2 separate regions of the Zea mays genome follow, and region 2 is linked to region 1. A link is a contact called in public Hi-C data. All regions are on one chromosome and are shown on one strand. Each heading gives the region's core, a stretch centred on a gene start, on an enhancer-like site or on the middle of the called end of the contact. The rest is flanking DNA. Distances are from core to core; before and after follow the strand shown.

Region 1 (3,959 bases), core at 612-3,111:
TGCTCCTTGTGCTCCTCGAACTGGAGCTGTTCATCAGCCGACAAGGTCTCCCAAGTCGGCTCTATGATGTTGCTAGGGGAAATATCAGAGCTATCTCTTGAACCGGCCATTGAGGGCCGATTTGATGAGTCTATATTTGTTTTCCCCAGCGGAGTCGCCAAAAGTATGTTGACGCCTTTTTGGAGCGCCAAACACTCAACAAGAACCGTGGCGGTGCCCTCTGCACAGGGGCGGACGGTCCGCGCGCAGGGGCCGGACGGTCCGCGGCCTGGTGCGAGGCGCGGCGATGCTCTCTGCACAGGGGCAGACGGTCCGCGCGCAGGGGCCGGATGGCTCGCGGCCTGGTGCAAAGCTAGGGCTCCTGCCTGACGGCCGGACGGTCCGCGCCCTGGGGCCGGACGGTCCGCGCGTACGCAGGGGCGGCGGAAGATCGCCGGCGGTGCCTGGATCTCGCTCCCAGGGGGGACCCCGTCAGGGAGGAGAGATCCTAGGAGTTGTCTAGGCTCGGGCCGGTCGACCTAGACTCCTCTAATCGACGTAGAGTCGAAGAGAAGCGGAGAATTTGGGGATCGAGAGGCTAAACTAGAACTAGACTAGAACTACTCCTAATTGTACTGGAAATAAATGCGAAATAGAAGTTGTATTGATTCGATTGCTGATTACAAATCGGTCGTATACCTCTCTATTTATAGAGGAGGGGGGCTGGACCCTTTACACAACTGAATTCCGAGCTAATTCCGCGAATCTAGCTAACAACCGTAGCACAAAACTCGGAACCCTAATCTACTCTGCGCACGCGCGGACCGTCCGGCCTACGGGCGCGGACTGTCCGGCCTCAGGGCCGGACCGTCCGCACGCTCAATTTGGTGTCAAACACTAACCAAACTAGATAGATAATCTGTTGGAGTGGAGATGTTATAAATAGAGTGTAATCTTTATAAAAAGGTAAATAGAGAGTCAAATAAAGAACCAAAAATAGTCTCTTGGAGATACTCTTAGCCTTCAAAAGGAGCGTTGAGGCCTTGAAGGACTTTGGAACTGCCACCTGGCCCCAGGGTCGACGAGAGGCATGGCGACCACTAGGATCCATCTATGGCTATAAAGGCCTGATTAGTTCAGCTAGTTATGGAGAAAATTTGACTATCGTGGATTATTATATACTGAGAAAGGTAAAAGGATTCATTAGGTTTAGGATTTAGAAAGTGACGGATTCCTTCTATCGTGACGATTTGACCGATTGTGTTTTCACGTTAATTTTAGATAATTTTCATCAAAACGATTCTATAGAAGCAGACTGAAAAGTTACTAGTGTTTGACAGCAGTTTCTAATGGTCAGAATTAATAAAAAAAAAGCTGAAATGAACAGACCCAAAGTAGACCGGTTCAAACATCAATCTATGTCTATAAAGTAGACCGGTGCAGACGTCAAGTCAAGTCCAGATTGGATCAAAATTGGATCGCAAATTGTTTGGCGCATGGCACTATTAGACGTATCGGATCGAGGTTTTTGGGCTTTTCAAGTTTTAGTTTTGGATCAGGTTTTTCAAGTTATCTTTTAAATCAAAATTATAGTCCGTGTTTGATCTGTATAAATTATTACGGATCAAAAACTATGATCAATACCTATCAGTTTGATCCGTATAAATTATACATATCAGTTGTATTAGGGCCCGTTCGCTTATACAGAAATAAACTCGGATTCGTTCCAGCTCATCAAAATCTATATAAATTAGAGAAATAATCCGGCTAGAAATCAATCCGGAGCTTCAATCCCTGAAAACCGAACAGGGCCTTCGGATCTGGGCCTTATCGGATCTGAGTCATGATGGTCGAACTCAGGTCAGGGCTGTGACGGGGGAACGGGTGACGGTGGATCTAGGGTCGAGGGTGGCGCTGGCGCGAGGGTTCAGAGTCAGGGCTGCAGCGTTACAGTTCTTCAGATCACGTTGTTAGTACCTCCCTCAACCTGACACTGACCATGAATGCCTTTTAGTTCCAAAAAAAAGAATCTAAGGGTTAGTTTGGAAACACCATTTTTCCAAAAAAAATTAGTTTATTCTCCTTTAAAAAATAGAAATCCCTTGGAAAAATGAAGTTACCAAACTAGCCCTAAATGGGGAAACTCCAATGGTCCAAAACTAGTACCAATCAATACAGGACCAGTGTGTTAGTATTTGTGTAAATACATGCTTACTGCCGCGTCCACCCAAAGTCCTAGTGTTACCGATGAACAACAACTGTTACACAAACATGAAAATGGGCGGTGGAGCACCGTTTCTTGGGTTACGAGCAAGGCTGCAGTGTCCTGTTCGATATCTGTTTTTTCGTTCGCAATCAATCAGGCGCTCGGAGCTGAGCTGGGTATCTTGAATTGCTTCTTCACGTAATGTGATGCCTCTGAATCATTTCTGTGACACAGGACCCTAAGGAGGGTTTTGGAGTCCGCTCCAAATTTGCTCTTGCCACCTTGAGTAACTTCTCGTAGGTCATCAATGAGCACGCGGGTCTGCAGAAATATGATGCACAATAACATGTGATGTTATACAGATAACATTAAGGTATATACAGATTTCCTTGAACATGAAGGATAGCTATGTATCATTGTATATTAAGAACAAAAAGGGGAAAGAACCCTTACAAACACACGCACTCACACCACAGAGAGAGACTCCTAGTGGCTGCTATTAGGCACAGGGGCAAGGAGAAATAAAATGCCCCTAACCTGGTCAAATCCCCAAAAATGTAATTCCTCCCTAGCGAGGGGCAAGGTCAGCTAGGCTAAAAGAGCTCACATGAGTGAGAATACTGCCATACTGGGCTAGTGAGCCCTACGGGTTTTTAGTCCGCTAGAATGAAATTATAACCGTTAGAGTGTGTTCCTATATGTATCCGTAGACGTACTGGCACCACTGTTGAGCTACCGGTTCATTAGGGTTAGGGTTTACCCTGGATCTCTATATATATGTAACCACCTCCTATGCAATACAACAAGCATTCACATTTACATTCTCTTACATGGTATCGGCTAGGTATTTCCTCCCTCCCTCAGCCGCCGACCAGCTCTGCCCCGACCACCGACCACCTGCTTCCGTGCCACCGTCCCCGAGAGCCTCATGCTTCCCTCGCGGACGCCCTCATCCCAGCCACCTCTCCCACCACGCATAGCAGCGCGGCCGCTGCTCCCCTCCCTCCCGCTCAGCCGCCTCCGCACGCTCGTCCTCGGCGGCCGCCACGGTCGCGCCCTCCCCTCCGTAGACCGCCGCGCACGATGGTCCCCCTGGCACGACTGTCCCATCCGCCCCCACCTCCAGCGATGGCAGCGGCGCCCTCCCTCAGCCGGCGCTCGCGCCCTGGGCACCACAATAGCGACGCCTCCCTCGTTCAGTCGCGTCGCCGCGGGATCCGGCGAACCACGCGCCTGGACACCGTGTCGTCCCCCTCTGGCAAATGCCTTGATCTGAACAACTGGCAACGGGTTACTGAAGATCTCCGCATATTATTCCAGGGACTGCGATGAAAAACATTCATAACCAATACCTTCAGCTCAAGCCTGCATAATGATCTTGGATCGTCTTTGCGGAGGGAGCGCAGGGATAGGCTCCACACCAACACATGCAACCCTTCTACTGCGCCGAGAAGTTGATCTCAGTGTATGCCGTCCGGCGCGCCTCTTGGTAGGTCGTGGCCTCGGAAGAACGCCCCCAACTTCCTTAGACATTTTAGCGATGAATTCCTTTGTTGGGCTTCTGGCGGGCAACCGAGCATTGAAGACTGAGGAACTGGCCCTACATTGACTTGTGCGCTGACGATGACGTGAATACACCATGAAACTGTGTGCAACCTCCAGAACCAAATCATCCCCGAGAACCACTAGTCTAGAACCTTTTATTGACACAAAAAGAGCTCGACGTAGATCCAGTTCCGACTGCGCCAAATCAGGGGAGAACTCCACTATGCAT
Region 2 (3,853 bases), core at 931-3,430, 74 kb before region 1:
ACATATTCAGCAATTGTGAGGTCCCCTTTCTTGGTGGTGGCGAGGGCGATTCTTGTGTTGATGGAGCGTGCCTTGGTCATGGAGGAGTAAATTGTTTCGATGACCTTCCAGGTTTCTGTGGCAGTTTTGCATGCCGCTACCTGGGTGAGGGCTTCCTTGGTCATGGATGACAGCAAGAATCCTAGGACCTGTTGGTCTGTGGTCTTCCAGTCCTCCCATGCCGAATTGGGAACGTCGACGTCCTTGTCCTTGATGGTGGTCGCCGGAGCTGCAGCAGCACCCGTGAGGTAACCCTCCAGGCGCACACCCCTGACGACGGCTAGGACTTGCATCTTCCAGAGTTGATAGTTCCCCTTGGCCAGTTTCTCAGAAACAGCTTGACCGACGAGGGGATTGATAATTGCAGCAGTGCTCGACATGATGATTCTCTGGTGGATTTTGGTGTTTATGGATTGGCTCTGATTACCATAAAGAATATCAGAGGCGCTGGAAGAGATTGGAAAACACCGTGATGCCCGTGGCCGGTGTGCTGCATGTTTATATATGGGCAATAACAACCATTGCCGTGGTTTACATTTGGATAATCATGAGTCTGTTTCAGATAATAACACAGAGTTGGTTACACGAGATAAACTCTAATACAACCGACTATATAAGATAAGATTGATATACTAACTCTGCGTTATCTGTTACATGCGCTTTGCTTTACAATCTTCACCTTTATATTCACCAATACGTCAGACACAAAAGGTCTATTTGGTTGACTTTTCTGCTCATGCAACTGCACCCGCGGATACGTGAAGCATCCTTGTTTGATTAGGCTCGCATGATTCTTAAGCCCACGGAGCCAGGCCCGTGGGAAACGCTCGTCGCGGAGCCGATGCATAGTCGAGATGCCTTTTCACTTTAATCGTCGAACTGATTTTATATATGTGTTCTTGACATTTTCAAACAGAACTAGACTATACATGATATATATATTTAAAACTTTAAAAATTATGTGCTTAAAATTAAGACTATTTCTACTATTTTAAAGCATTTCTTTCTACGGTCCACAGTCCTGTGGCGCTATGCCGCTATCCATCGTCGACAAGGTCAAAGTGAGTGTTTAAATACACTAGAGTTAATAGTTAGCTACTAAAATTACCTAAAGACATCCAAACAGTTTAGCTAATAGTTTAATTATCATATACATTTAGGTATTTGTTAGCTAGCTAATTTTATAAATAACTTTTAGTCAACTAGCTATTAACTCTAGTACATTTAAACACTCCCTGCTATCCATGAGTCTATCAGCATAAAGTGATCAATGCTTTGATTGTGCTTAACGTATTCTTTTAATTTGTCTATATGATACGTGCATCATATGTTCACTATTTTTTATGGGTATTATATATGATTGTGTGATGTCGTAGCGCACGAGCATTGTACTGGTTAACCTATAATTAATATCTATTAGATAATTTTAACATATATTTAGTGCCTATTAATAGATTTTAAATTTATTTAATAATTTTCTAACTCATGCAACATGTATTTATGTAAGCAACCAAATATTATCTCTCACAACAAAGGCTAGACATATACAGACAATCGAACATAAGATATTGCATGTGCTCATCTAAGCCAGTCAGAACCAAGCTTATTAGATATATACGAGCCAACATATAGTCCCAAAGAGAATGTAGAGTATCAAGTACGGTTTAAATCTTAGACCTTGTTTAGAACCCTAGTTAATAGTTAGTTAGTTAGTTAATAAATTATTAGCTGGGTTGAGCCAGCTAATAAACTAATTATTCGTTGTGAAGTAGCTAACAATGTGGTATTAGTTGATGATGTTTAGAACCTAACAACTAAATTTTAGTAGCTAATTATTAGTTTTAAAAGTTCGAAACAAGAGTGCTGGTAGATATAGCGGCGTGGGATCTAGCGTGCCTCTTGTCTACATCTCTCGCTCTATCTTGATTCTACAATCTTGTCAGTCATGTATAATCTGTTCTTGTTACACGATGCAAGTGTATGAAAAGCTTTTATGTTGGATTGAGATTTTCTAATTTTTAATATTTTTTCGACTGTTTACAAAGTATAATTGATTAAATTTAAAATTGTTTAATTCCGAATATGAGATATTTATTTATTTTAGGATGCCACTACTACGCACACCGCGCTGCGCTGTGTACGCAGCACGTGGACGCGAAGCCTTGCCGAAAGTTTTCCCTACGCGTTCGCAAGAGCTCGTAACCATCACGGCCTCCGCTTCTCCATTCGATCCCATATAAGCCTCCGCCACCCACAGAGCCACGCGTCGAACGGAACCCAGAGGAACAGAGCAGACGACGCGAGGCGATTTCTGCGGGTTTGCTTGCTCCATCTGTAGACCTTAGGCCGCCGCCGGGCGACCGTGCGCGTGCGGTGCTCACGCCCCACCCCGCTCAGGTGCGATGCGTTCGATGCCTTCATGTAGTAATCTTCGTAAGCTTGTTGCTTGATAGGTGGTTCCCCGTATCGATCGTCTGTTTTTGTGATGCCGCGAGGGATTGGGAAGCCCCGCTCGATCTCAGTTCTCCGCGCAGCAAAGCAGTCACGCGAGGACGCGCCAGTCCGCCGGATATCGCAGGACGCCGCATCCCGTGCAGATTGTTGTGCCTGACTAGTCCTCGCAAGATTTTGCGATTTCTGGACCTGCATGGGTTGTTTTTGTATTGGTCTTATCTTTTGTTCTGAAATACGCATGTGGTTGCTTTCGATGATGATGATGATGAAGAAACATGTGGAATACTGTATCGTGATACAGAGTGCTATGCTCTTTTCAGGTTTATTTATAATATTTGTGTATCTAGGTTAGTGTTTACATGGCTTGAGTAGTGAAGTAGATTTATTTGGTCACGGAGATGAGCTTTGTTAGAATAGCCTCGCTTGTCCTTTTCGGTGTAGGCCCTTTACTTTCCTAGTTAGTCTCACTATCTTGTTGGTTCTCACCCCTCGCACCTTGGCCCGGAGTGAGGTGGTGATCTTTGTACGGGTCGATTTTTTTCCTCTCTTAATATAGAGATACATAACTCTCCTGCAAATTCGGTAAAAAAAGTGAAGTAGATTTATAGTATCTGTATTACGTCGCTGGCTTAGTGAAACAGAAAAACCCTGAAAATGGTCAGTTCGTTATGTTATATGTTAGGATGGGTGTTTAAGTTAAGATATGATGCACTTTGGATGTTGGAATTAAATGAAGTGTCCTTCTGGAATCTCCTGATTCCTTTTTTTCTTTATGTGAACCATCATGTTCTCCAATTTGCAGAAAAGTGTGTTTAGTAATCTTGTACACATGTAGAGCTATTTCGTTTCACATTACCATATATGTTCTCTCTAATCGAGCGATAATATGCAGTGCACTTATGTTCCAATCTGCAACCGACTCAAAGATTTTGCTATGATGCTTGGCGCACGAAGAATTTCATTTCACATGTTATGATTGTTTCCTATAATGAAATAAATTTTTCTTTGTTTATTTTATTTCTGTTTTCACATAGAGCAAAACCAAAAAAATGAATTAAAGCAAATGTGTTAAGCATATAGTATGTAATCATAAAATATTCATAGATCAGATTTTAAATTAGTCATTACTCTTAGCTTGTCGCATTGACTAGTGCAGACTTCTTGACTGGGTTTTCCTTCAATTTCTCTGTTTTTGGCTTTTCCAACTTACTATGCATTTAGCATGTTGCAGCCTTTCATATATGGGATAGTTTGCCATTGTTTAATCAGTTTTAACTTGTATTTCCACCTATGTATTGCATGTTCGCATCAGCTGGCACATTGTTAATTATGTTTTCTTTGGGACGCCGATCTGGATTTA

Evidence for each region. A called contact is a pair of places that touch in the nucleus more often than the background predicts.
Region 2: a contact with region 1 is called in a Hi-C map of tassel, with 4 times the contacts expected there. The contact joins the promoter of LOC100281195 here to the enhancer-like site in region 1. A contact is called at or near these places in 4 of 25 Hi-C or Micro-C datasets (ear, leaf, tassel and 1 more).

Annotation. Positions count from the first base shown.
Region 1 is chr6:147,240,368-147,244,326 of Zm-B73-REFERENCE-NAM-5.0, reverse strand. LOC103630192 reads right to left here. Exons shown (of 28, transcript XM_008651269.3): 28 at 2,034-2,506. The coding sequence ends at 2,339. Among protein-coding and RNA genes, the nearest start is that of LOC103630192, 40 kb to the right of the region's middle. Within about 2 kb of position 1,861, at least 12 of the 20 cell types and tissues checked have an H3K27ac peak or open chromatin away from gene starts, as enhancers often do. A contact at or near this core is called in ear and tassel, where this site is marked.
Region 2 is chr6:147,315,257-147,319,109 of Zm-B73-REFERENCE-NAM-5.0, reverse strand. LOC100281195 (eukaryotic peptide chain release factor subunit 1-1) reads left to right here and starts at 2,180. Exons shown (of 3, transcript NM_001154114.2): 1 at 2,180-2,436.